Linked DNA regions of Mus musculus: regions 1, 3 and 4 are each linked to region 2. The links are chromatin contacts, called in public ChIA-PET, Hi-C and HiChIP or PLAC-seq maps. All regions are on one chromosome and are shown on one strand. Each heading gives the region's core, a stretch centred on a gene start, on an enhancer-like site or on the middle of the called end of the contact. The rest is flanking DNA. Distances are from core to core; before and after follow the strand shown. Region 1 overlaps Ksr1 (kinase suppressor of ras 1). Region 2 overlaps Rab11fip4 (RAB11 family interacting protein 4 (class II)). Region 3 has its middle 22 kb from the start of Lyrm9. Region 4 overlaps Ksr1 (kinase suppressor of ras 1).

What was found. A called contact is a pair of places that touch in the nucleus more often than the background predicts. ChIA-PET counts read pairs in DNA pulled down with a chosen protein or histone mark. HiChIP or PLAC-seq counts read pairs in DNA pulled down with a chosen protein or histone mark.
Region 1: a contact with region 2 is called in an RNA polymerase II ChIA-PET map of memory CD8 T cells, with 6 read pairs. The contact joins two enhancer-like sites. A contact is called at or near these places in 1 of 39 promoter capture datasets (the C10 cell line) and 1 of 115 datasets of contacts at active chromatin or transcription factors (memory CD8 T cells).
Region 3: a Hi-C map of liver shows a contact between it and region 2, with 3 times the contacts expected there. The contact joins two enhancer-like sites. A contact is called at or near these places in 2 of 39 promoter capture datasets (liver and pre-B cells), 1 of 15 datasets of contacts at CTCF or cohesin (large pre-B cells), 2 of 484 Hi-C or Micro-C datasets (B cells and liver) and 1 of 115 datasets of contacts at active chromatin or transcription factors (astrocytes).
Region 4: a BATF HiChIP or PLAC-seq map of CD8 T cells shows a contact between it and region 2, with 5 read pairs. The contact joins two enhancer-like sites. A contact is called at or near these places in 2 of 115 datasets of contacts at active chromatin or transcription factors (CD8 T cells and memory CD8 T cells).

What each region holds. Positions count from the first base shown.
Region 1 is chr11:79,040,652-79,043,426 of GRCm38.p6, forward strand. It overlaps Ksr1 (kinase suppressor of ras 1), which reads right to left. Exons shown (of 19, transcript NM_013571.3): 5 at 2,545-2,549; 6 at 226-286. Among named protein-coding and RNA genes, the nearest start is that of Gm11201, 18 kb to the left of the region's middle. Within about 2 kb of position 1,525, at least 27 of the 459 cell types and tissues checked have an H3K27ac peak or open chromatin away from gene starts, as enhancers often do. A contact at or near this core is called in memory CD8 T cells, where this site is marked.
Region 2 is chr11:79,658,918-79,661,946 of GRCm38.p6, forward strand. The region is part of intron 3 of Rab11fip4 (RAB11 family interacting protein 4 (class II)); the gene reads left to right. Among named protein-coding and RNA genes, the nearest start is that of Gm30718, 14 kb to the left of the region's middle. Within about 2 kb of position 1,589, at least 205 of the 459 cell types and tissues checked have an H3K27ac peak or open chromatin away from gene starts, as enhancers often do. A contact at or near this core is called in CD8 T cells, liver and memory CD8 T cells, where this site is marked.
Region 3 is chr11:78,847,518-78,850,217 of GRCm38.p6, forward strand. No RefSeq gene overlaps it. Among named protein-coding and RNA genes, the nearest start is that of Lyrm9, 22 kb to the left of the region's middle. Within about 2 kb of position 1,439, at least 26 of the 459 cell types and tissues checked have an H3K27ac peak or open chromatin away from gene starts, as enhancers often do. A contact at or near this core is called in liver, where this site is marked.
Region 4 is chr11:79,130,613-79,133,558 of GRCm38.p6, forward strand. The region is part of intron 1 of Ksr1 (kinase suppressor of ras 1); the gene reads right to left. Among named protein-coding and RNA genes, the nearest start is that of Ksr1, 14 kb to the right of the region's middle. Within about 2 kb of position 1,634, at least 70 of the 459 cell types and tissues checked have an H3K27ac peak or open chromatin away from gene starts, as enhancers often do. A contact at or near this core is called in CD8 T cells and memory CD8 T cells, where this site is marked.

The DNA.
Region 1 (2,775 bases), core at 275-2,774, 620 kb before region 2:
TGTGGTCCTATGTCTCTTGAAGAGGGAGAGCGATAATCCTCAGCAGGATGAGACGAAGACTCAAGTGGGACCAGAAATCCCAAAAGTTGTCTGGTTAAATAATTCAAGAGCTCAAGCTTTGTCATAAGACAAGCAGATAGGCCAGAGGCAAAGAGCAACCAAGACAGACCCAACAGTACCCTGTGGAGTCCAGGTCAGCTCTGTACTGCCCACAGCTGAACCTACCTGTGCGTCACCGAGAGCCCGATATCCCTTCGTACCAGCTGTGGGGATCCATGAGGGAGTTCTGTGGGTGGAAAGAAGCCAAGTTGGGTGAACTGGGGAGGCTCTGTAGAGCTGACCTCTGCTTGCGAGCTTCTATCTCAGAGATCACAGGCTAGACGGGGCTTGATGCACAGAGACGCTTCACTGAATCAATACCCATCACACAGAGATGGGCCAGACCCTGCTAGTGCAGGAGGCCGTGTGGTCACCCTCACACTGGGTCCTTGCCTAGCTCTTCAGGTGGCACACTTGCCTATATTGCCAGTCTGCTTTGGTGGGAGGCAGTGGAATGGATGCAAAGCTGAGAGACTCTCATGTGCATACCAGCCTCTGGCTCTCCTTCATTGGGCATTCACCTTTAGGACTCAATTCTGGCTAATTTTGGTTAAACTGGTGGACACCTGACCTCAGCACAGGGCACGGGGCTGGTCAGCCATGCAACTCCACCTGCACTCTTCCAGCCAGCAGCACCCTGGGGATAGTCCTTGCTGATCACAGAAGAGCAAGGAGATGGTGTGGCTCTTCCGGGCCATCCCTTGAACCTGTAGGGAGACCCCTGCTCCCCTTTCTCTGCTGAGGAGGACCGCGGGCTTGGAGGGTCCCCTCTGCTTACCATATGCAGGCCCCCTGAGAGCTCTCTCTCCTAATATGGCTTCCTCTAAGAGCAGTCATACCAGTGTTTATGGCAAAGCCAACTTTGAGGTAGAACAATGGCTGGGCCCTGTCCATGACCTACAGCCTAAATGACCGACCTGTGCCCCATTCTTCTGAGCCCAAAGAAGATTCAGGGACCCAGAACTCCCCAGGGGTGGTCAGTAGACTACTGCAGGCTTTTTGTTTGGTAAACATGGTGTGGACTTTTATCCAACATATCAAAGGGTTCTATACCCCCCCAAAATTAAGAATCACAGTACTCAGATAACAAATGTCCCACCCCTCCAGGGCAGCTACTCTCCCTATTCCTAATGTTCTTTCTCACAGCTGGTACTCCCGGCACGCTAACTTGTCTAAGGCCGGGTACCACAGACTCAGCAGCACAAGGACCCCCGGCCCACACCAAACAAGGAACTGTGATCGTGACAAAAGGGCCTCTGCTGCCCTCCTGACAATAGGGAGCCCACAGCGCTATCACCAGCGGCTCTCTGGCACATCCTCCATGAGGTTGTTTGCCTCTCAACTTCCTCCCAGGGCCAACCCCACTCAGTCTGTGGCCAAGGATGTCAAAAGACAGCACTGTGAGAGGTGTGAGCCCGCAGCTGCGAGAAACAGTAGCAAAGGGAGCGGCCAGCCATGAAGCTCAGGGCCTGGCCTCTGATTTCTCATGTCGGCCACAAGTATGCAGCCTTTTGTGACAGGCAGCACGGCTCTGGGTCCGGATGGAATCCTGGTCCTGGGAGCCCCACAGACTCACTGCCCTGGGCCCTTGGCCACCACAGCCACCCGAGAATGAGGAGTGATGGTCAGAGATGTAGGCTTTGGTGGTAAGCGGTATCCTAGGGTCAGAGATGCAGGCTTTGGGAAGGGCCCTAGAGAGAGGAGTGCAGTACCTTCTCCTCCTTCTCTGCCTTCCTGGGATGGTGCGGGAGCTCCCTCCAGGACTGTCACTGCCTGCCAGGCCCTGCCTGCCCTCTCTCCTCAGGCCTCACCCCAGACACTATTACCATCTAGCTAGTAGAAAAACAAATCGCTATTTCACTGAGAAAACCCTAGCCATTCCTGGGGCACTCAGATGACCCAAAACAGAGTCACAGGACCTCACAGTTTGTGAGTGCGTGTGAGACCCTAATCCCAGTTGGAGATGGGAGGAAAGTGGAACTCCAGGGTGGCCTGGGTCTCCTCTTTTTCTTGGGGAACTTGTACTCTCAGGGTTGGAGCTGTCTCTAGGAATTCCTGTCTCCTACGGAGGGGAGTCCTGAGCCTTGAGCAGGGTCCAGCTGGAAGACATTCCCCACCCAGAGCACAGCTTGCTGAGGCAGCTCAGAAGGCAGGAGCAGGCACAGGGGTCACTACATAGATGGCAAGGTGGAGCCAGGCTTGGGGCGGGGCTCATGAGGGTACTTTCAAAGTCTCAACTTTCCATAGGCTAGGCTAGGGCCAGCCTGTCATTTTAAGGCCAGCTGTCTCAGAGCTATTTCACGAAGTGGCTGCCAACACTTTTGCTTCTGGACTATGGAACAGCCAATGGGGCTAAGGTGTGCTCAGAGAAATCCACCCCGGATGGGGACATCGACTCGACCATGACTTCCAGTGGCAGAAGGGATGACAATGAATTGTTCTTACCAAACCTGGAGAGACAAAAAGGAGAGCAAGGGGTGATGTCACCACATTGGCTCAGTCTGGGCTTGGAAAGCTACCTGGTTACAGAGCAAGCCAAGGGCTGGGACAAGGGACAGAGACCTAGCCCTGGGTAGGCCTTGCTAGTCACCCAACATAGCAGATTCACCCCACTTTTACCACCAAGAAAACAGGGTCTTCCTAGGTCACATGGCCCATGGGGATGAGTGCCTAAGG
Region 2 (3,029 bases), core at 339-2,838:
AGATAGATCACCTGGATTTAACCATGCCAAAACCACTGGAGACCACGGAGTTCAGGCCTCAGAGCCAAGCACCCAAGAGTCTCTCTCACCTTTGCCTGGGGCTCAGCATTCAGATGTGCTCACAATGAGAGGGCACACAGCAACCCAGGAGATGGCCTGTAGCGTTCTCGTCTTACAGACTGAGTCTCAGGAAGCTTATGGAAACTCCCAGGTCAAGGAGCTGGACTCAAACCCAGCTCTGCTGTCCTCCAAAGCCGAGATATGGTTCATTGACCCTGACTAGCTAGGATGGAGACTGGACCGAGACAGTGTGAGAAACTGTCTATGGCATCTGTACGCAGTTCCAAAGGTTGTGTAGAAACTACAAGACATAAATTCAGAGAAGGCCTTACAAGATGGGATTCACCACTCTCACAGACCTTACGTGGAGGTCCCCTCTAGCTAAGGCTGTCCAAGCAAAGCTGCAACTCTAGTGGGCTTTGACCAGGTAAGCAGAGAGGTAGTTGGAAATTTATTGCTCACACACAGCGGGTGAGAAAGAGGTTGAGAGCAAAGGGCCAGAGTAGTGGTTCTCAGTCTTCTTGATATTGTGACCCTTTAACATACAGGTCATCGTGCTGTGGTGACCCCCAACCATAACGTTATTTTTATTGCTACTTCATAACTGTAATTTTGCTACTGTTATGAATTGTAATATAAATATCTGAAATGCGACCACCGTGAAAGGGTCTTCCAACTCCAAAGGGGTTGCAGCCCAAAGGTTGAAAAATGCTGAGCTAGAGAGCAGCAGAGGTAGGTGTGTGTGTGTGTGTGTGAGTATGTATGTGTATGAGTATGAGTCTGTATGAGTGTGAGTATGTGTGTATATGAGTGTGTGTGTGTGTCTGTGTGTGTGTGTGATGTGAAGCCACCTTGCCCATTCTAAGTATACCCAAGTATTTGTGTCAGTGTGTAGTGTATGAAGAACATGAGAACGTGGCTTGAGGCCAGTCAGGAAGGTAATCAGGCTTTTCCCGAGTTATGTAAAACACTACCAAAATGAAGGGAAACTGGTCCTAGCGTTTGCTGTCTTGCTTGAATTCTAAACATTTCGGCCATGTTTAAATCCTGAATGGTGTGAAAGCCTGAGAGGGAGACGGTGTTTCTGATGGAAATCTTTCTTTGTTGAGTTCTCTAGTTCTTATCTTGGTACTTGTTTCTTGTATACTTGCCACTTGTGTCTTGGTGCTGGGCTAGCTATGGATAGCTTTCGCTTGGTGTGAAGAAAACAAAGTAGTGGGTAGGACTCCAAATCAGATTTCAGCTGGTGGTGGGTTGGGGCAGGCTTTTAGTTCGCGAGTTTGAGCTGAACAGTGCTGCCGGAGTCTCGCAGCACTGAGATATTAAGTTTGAGGACATCAAACAGGGACATAGCATTGAGATGGCCGGAGAATTTCATCCAAACTCTAGTGTTTGACCTGCTGGCAGTAAACTGCACGCTCAGACAAGCTCCACCCACCGAGGCGCCGACCGTGTGGCCATTGGCGGCCACCGCCTCCGCCACCTGCCCCTTACCTTGGGTGGGCGGGGCTACCTGGGCCCCGCCCCCTCGGCTCGGGTTCCCAGGCCTCCGAGCCTCAGGACCCGCCCCCTGTGCGAGGCCCGGCCGCCGGAGCCCGGGGAGCTTGGGCGCCTCGTGATGTCACGGCAGCTTTGATACAAAGAGCCCCTTCGGCCCACGCGGGTCTCCCGGCAACGGGTGCGGGCGGGGGCGGGACCGGCGGCTTCAACTGGTGCGGAGCAGCGCGCCTCCCGGATTGTTTTCTGAGCACGGTGCTGGCTTCGTCCCCGTGTACCCCGCCGGACCCGACTCGACCAGCCGCTGGCTTCTTGTTCATCTACAGCGGCCCGACCTGCAGCCGGTCGGGGGATGCGCTCCCCGCCGGCTCCCGGATGCCAGGTAAGCGGCGACCGCGGGACGCACCTAGCTTGCACCAGGAGTGGGAAGTTGGTGGATTCGCCTCTACCCTCCCTGTGCTGGCCAGGGAGATCAGAGTACCTTCGCAAAACCACTGACCCCTCTGCTTGCTCCGGGCCTTCGGCCAGCGCCCAGGTGCGAGCGTGAGCGGAACCAACTTGGTGCCCGAGGAGGGTGCCCGCGATCCCTGTGGCGCTGTTCCAGAAGTGTTTTAGGGGGAATCTGGTGGAAATGGGAAGAGAGCTTGTCAGCCCCCATCAGTGTCCTGCTCTTAGCTGGGCTGCTTCCCTAGGGAGCTGTAAGTGGTGAAGTTGTTTCCATAGGTGATGGCTGCTGCATGAAGCCAGTTTCCTGCTTTTCCCCTCTCACGGGGCATCTGAAGGGTTAGAAGACAGAACCAGCCTAGTAGTGTAGGGATTTGAGACAGGTCCTGCTTCCCCTCAGCAAGATGCTCCTATGGGTGGAGGTGTGCGCAGGCCACCAGCCTATGCCCTTGAGTCCCGTAAGAGCCCACAGTCCACCTCAATGTAAGTTGTTGACATAGTTGCTTCTCCGTTGCGACAAGTGTTTCCCAGGGCCTAGCATCGAAGCCTCTGTAAACGTGGTACCAATACAGCCCTAGACAGCATTCCGTCACCTCTCCATCTCCCACTTCTGGTCTTGCTTTCCCCAAAAGAGCTAGAAATGATTCGTTGCTGAACTCTTAAGGACTCACCAGTTTTCTACTGGCTGATTTATAGCACCCCTGCCCCCTCCCCCTAAAGTAGCAGAGGGGTCAGAGGTCCTGCCTCCGTGCTTGCTGCTCTAGTCATTTTGGATTGGGCCCCACTTTGCACTGGTTCCTGATGCTCTCCAAGCCTCTGTCTCCCTTCCCAGAGCAAGAGGCAGGTGATAATTGCTTGGGTTCCCACATTCCCTGGGGCAATTTCCAGGGCCCTTCCCTGGTGAAAGATGGTGTCTGTTATTGCTAGGGAAAGGAGTCTCAGTGGGGAGGGTTTTACGACTGCAAAAGACCACTGCTAGCTCCTCCACCCACCTTCACTAGCTGAGATCTCACGGTTCAGCCCCAGCT
Region 3 (2,700 bases), core at 189-2,688, 810 kb before region 2:
AAAACACCAACCAACCAAACAAAAGAGCATCCAGTATTCTTAATCTCTAAGCTGTCTCTCCAGTCCTAGTATAAGGTGTTTTACAAGGAAAAGCACTGAGTGTAGAGCCCTGGCTTACAGAGACTAGACTCTAGCTCCTGTACAAGGTGACAGTACAAGGCTCTGGATCTCATGGTGACAGGTCTCAGCTGGATTGTCCAAGGATTATAAGGGAGGGCACAGTGAAACCACCAAACTAGACCTCTCATGGCTAAAAAGAAAAATTTGCTGGGGACCAAACTGCCCAAACTAATCTCTGGGCAGGGGGCAGAGCAAGATGGAGAAAGGCAAGCAGATTTCCTACGGCAGTCAGCAAACATAGGGGGCTTCGAGAGATTCAGGCATTATTGACCAGGAACTAGATGCTCTTGCCTGACGTAGCTGACCTTTGTGGTAGATGAAGAGAGATCCTGGCAGATAATGGATCAAGGGAGGTTTCTGGTAAACAGAAACCTACCTTCTGGCTTGTGTTTTTCTGGCCAAAGTTCTTCTATTTAGAACGTTTGTTGCCAGGACTGCCATTGGGGTAGTGGTGTGTGTGTGTATGAAACTTTGGACCTGATAGCAATCAAGAAATTATTTTCCGCAAAGGCTGTTTAGAGGTTATGAAAGCAGACTGGTTTGTGGGAAATGGGAGCCAGTATGGAAAGGAAGACAGGAAAGAGAAAGAAAAAACATACACACACACACACACACACACACACACACACACACACACACACACACACACACACACACACACACAGCAAGAGACTTTCACATGCTACCTTAGTCCCCTGCCAGTGATTTTTTTAACCCAGGATGGCCAGTCTTAAGAGAAGTCTGCCTCCTGCCACTCTTGGCTTGAACACAGCAGGACTATGGCATCCTAACCTGTAGGACATTTGATAGCAAGATCCAAAAAGGACAAAGTCCGGTGCCCCAACTCAAACACCACAGGTCAGCATCTCATGACCTAACTTGAATGGGAATTAAGAGAGAAGAGGAAAGGATTCCAGGGAAAAAGTGGGTGTGTTCTTCCTACTCTGCCAGAGTCTAGAAACTCTGGGGCTCCAGGTCCACAAGCTATGGAGTCTGCCACTCAGGTCTCCAGTGCTCTGGGAATTCCCCAGCTACCAAGAAAGGCAAGAAAAGGGTGTGGTTTATGCACTTTGGTTTTTGGAAAGAGGAAAAGGGGCCGGTGGGGTAGAGGGAGGAAGGAAGGGGGAGAAAGATTGATTACCTGCCTCTGACTCTCCCAGCACGGGATTTCTGAGGGAATTTCCTTGGGGCCCATAGTCCAAATATTCTAACTGATGAAGGACATTAATGTCTCTAGGATGTCTCCTCTCCTGCTGGGGCCATTACAGCCCTACTCTGGGGAAGAATACAAGCACACCGGGGAGGTTGCCTAGCTGCTGGAGGAGATGGTGTCTGGAGGCCTGAGGTCCAGTGCATTGCACCTGCCCTGGCATTATCTCGCACACCCACCAGAGTCACCAGGCAGTTCCCGATCCCAGTGATCACAGAAACAAAAACGGAGGCTATGGTACAACGGAGCTGCCAAGCAACGGCTTAATTAGAAATGGGACTAAGGAAGAAGACCCAGCATGGGGCTGCAGCTGACAGCAAGCCATTTACCAGGTGGCCAGAGGCGGGCTGGGGCTTTGGGGACTGGGTAGTGCTTTACGGACTTTCTTCCTCATGGTGGGACTTTCCTGTGTATGACAGGTCAATGGCCAGCTTGTTCCTGCAGACATCATAGCACTGTCCTCTACCTGGTCGGGTTTTCCCTTGTGATAAGATATAAGGAAATAGGGGCAGATGTGCATCATACATTGTTTACTAAGGAGGAGAAAGACTCAATGGTTAGCGCTCTTGGTGGACTCAGGGCGTGAGAACTTTGCCTCTTGTTCCTGTAAGTGTCTCTGTTACTATTTTATCAGTGCTTACAGTTTTGATGTAGTATCAAGAAGACTATGTGGAAACTGAGGCAGGAGGCTGCAATGAGCTCAAAACCAGCCTAGATTATAGTTACTTTCTATAGAATAAGCTAATATGTAGCAAGCTTATTTCCATTATACTTAATTAGTTAGATTTTTTTAAAAAAACTGTTGCTTTGTGTATACCCCTGGCTGTCCTGGAACTTGCTCTGAAGACCAGGCTGGCCTCTAACTCAGAGATCCACCTGCCTCTGCCTCCTGAATTCTACCACCACCTGGCAAGACTTATTCATTTTATTTTATTTAATTAATTTATTTTTATATTTATTTATTATTATATATAAGTACACTGTAGATGTCTTTAGACATACCAGAAGAGGGTGTCAGATCTCATTACAGATGGTTGTGAGCCACCATGTGGTTGCTGGGATTTGAACTCAGGACCTTTGGAAGAGCAGTCAGTGCTTAACCACTGAGCCATCTCACCAGCCCTATTCTTTATTTTAAATGTTTGAGTGCTTGGCTCACATGCATGCTAAGTGTGCCATGTGTGTGAATGCCTGACTACAGCTACAGATGGTTGGGAGCCACCGTGTGGATCCTGGGAACGGTAGCTGAGCCCTCTGCCAAGAGCACCAAGTGCCCATCACTGCTGAGTCAATTCTCCAACTCCTATTTATTGTTTTAAAGTTACATTTTATTTATAATAATAACAATAAAATCATTGTTACTGTTATTG
Region 4 (2,946 bases), core at 384-2,883, 530 kb before region 2:
TGAGAGTCGGGCTTGGCACCCTTTACCCACTGAATGATCTCACCAGCTCCCAAAGCCTCTTCTGCTCTCCTCTCCGCAGCTACGACCCAAGGGGAGGCAGCTTTCTGACGGGTGAAATGAAACATCTAATACAAATCCAGGCAACTCCAGACGCCACCAATGCCCTCAAGCCTGGTTTCTGTATTCTTGAGGTGGGCTTGTAAAGTTAGTATGACTCCAAAATTCACTCAGAGAACCCCTGGGAAAAGCTTGCGGTGTCAAACCAGTCAGGTCCAGCTCAGGTTAGCCCTCACCGTGTGACAGAGAAACAGAGACCCTAAATTATTCTCCTCCCAGGATCCTGCCTTCCCTTACCAGAGAGCAACAAACTCCTATACAGGGAGCCTCAGGAGCTGGGTAACTCTGACCAACCCTGGCCCCAGCTCAATGGCAATAGAGCGTAGGAGCCATCAGGTTCCTCCAAACAACATGACAGCCAGCATCCACCATCCCATTCCTAAGAGCCAGCGCAAACCCTGCTGCTCTCTGCACGAATACATTCTAGGCTGTCCAAATAAACTTTTGAGGAGCTTGGGACTGTAGCTCAATTGACAGAGTGCTTACTAAGCATGTACGATGAACCCCTTGATCTGGCTTCCCAACACCACATAAACTAGGCATGTTGGTGCACTCAAAGGTGGAGGCAGGAGAAGCGGGAGGGAAAGACCATGCACATAGCAAGTTCAGGGCCTGCTGGGATACATGAGATCCTGGCAGAGACAGACAGACAGACAGACAGACAGACAGACAGACAGACAGAGAAGATAAAAGACATTTAAGTATCTATGCAGATTTTACAAACCCTCTTTACCCTCCCTAAGGAAAGAACACTACGAAAACAACACAATGTCAAGCCTGAGGTGGCAGCGACCACCTGCAAACCAGCACTCAGGAGGCACTGATAGGAGGGTCAAGAATTCAAGGCCAGTCTGATCTACATAGCAAGTTCCTATCCTAGAAAACCAACCACTGAAGATATGGTTCAATAGCAGAATACTTGTCTAGCATGCACAAATCCCAAATGGGAGTCGGGGAGGAAGAGAAGAAGCAGAGCAGAGCAGAGCAGAGCAGAGCAGAGGAGAGCACAGCACAGCACAGCACAGCACAGCACAGCACAGCACAGCACACGACAGCACAGCACAGCACAGGACAGCACAGCACAGCACACTACAGCACAGCACAGCACACTACAGCACAGCACAGCACACTACAACACAGCACAGCACAGCACAGCACAGCACAGCACAGCACACATAGCACAGCACAGCACAGCACAGCACAGCACAGCACAGCACAGCACAGCACAGCATCCCCAGGACTACGCTCCTGGCAGAAGCTACAGCCAAAGTGTTAGTGAAGATGGGGCAGCCGAGGAGGAAGGGGGTTTCCCGAGTCTACTTCTCAGGCACTGTTTCCCATAAGTGGCTGCCAGATAACCACACCTGGTCTCAGCAGCCCTGCAACAGAGCTGGCCACCTCAGTTCCCAGCTCCTCCCTTGGCAGAGGTTCAAGGCACCCCCACCCCCAACCCCGAGCAGGGCTGGGAAAGTACTCCTGTCCCCGCAGTAAAGACTGGCAGCACAAGGTGCATTTCCCAAGATCTTACACACCTCGGTGCAGAGATGAGTCAGCGGGAGGTAGGGGGAGGGGGAGGAGGGGGCACTCAACCTCCTTCACACCTCACCAACACCTCCTGCGGGTTTACTCAGCCTCATACGCCCTGACCAGCCAGCCAACTTGCCAGAGTCAATTCTCCCCTCAGATAGGTTTGTGCCATGCCACAGAGCAGTGTCCAGAAAAAGGCTAAGGAGACAGCACGGGGAGAACACCCTTTCTGTCACCATTGTGTCCCAAGTCCCCATTCCCGCCTCATGGCTATCACACAGGATAGTCCCCGTATAGCCCCTCTTCCCCGCTGCAGGAATTCATGATCCAGACTCCATCTATTCATGGACACACACACCATTTGCCGGAAATACCCCCTCTCCACACACAACTCCAACCCCAAACTAAGGCCCAACCCTGCCTCCTCTCTCCGCACTTCCATTCTCCTTGGCGCAAACCTCTGTCCTTGGCTTCTCATTTGCCTCCTTCCACTACCGGAGCCCTCTGCCGCCCTGCCTGCCTTTCTCCAGCATCTAAGGCAGTGTTCAGCACAGAGCAGTTGCTAAATCAACATCGAATGAATGTACAGAGAAATAAAGAGCAAATGAAAAATGATTTAACAAGGCCAAAAAAATTTTAATAGAGAGGTTAGGAAGAAATGCACAGATAAATACATGGGGAAACTGGGAGTAGGTACACACCCTGAACTCCCAGAACTTAGGAGATGGAGGCAAAAGGATTAACAGTTTAAGACCATCTTGGATGGTGGGAAACTTTCATGTAAAGGGAGTAGTGGGGAGCACATGGCAGAGACAGCCAGAGGCAGACAGGTAGGCACTCCTGACTCATTTTAACCTAAGAATTCCATTCATGGGATTATGTGAAGGATATGAATTGAATTCAGAACAGGAGCAAAAGAGGTGCTTGTATAAGAATGGTTCTAGTCACACTGTTTAAACAGCAGAATTCTAGAAACAACTGAAATGTCCAAAACCAGCAAAAACATCTGGCAGGTGACAGACAGCACAACTGCACGCGGTATCACATGACAGTTAAAACGACAGAACCGAAGGTAACAGAGAACAGTGGCGTGCTTTAAAATAATGCCAACTAAGTAGAAGCCAGGCCTGGAGACTTAGACCTGAAATCTCAGCTACACTGGAGACCTCAGCTCATGAGTTCAAGGCCTGCCTGGGCTACAGAATAAGTTGAAGGATCAGCCTGGGTAGCTGAATAAGACCCAATCTCAAAACGTAAAAAGTGAAAAGACAACAACAGGCCCAATGTAACCCAGTGGCAGGG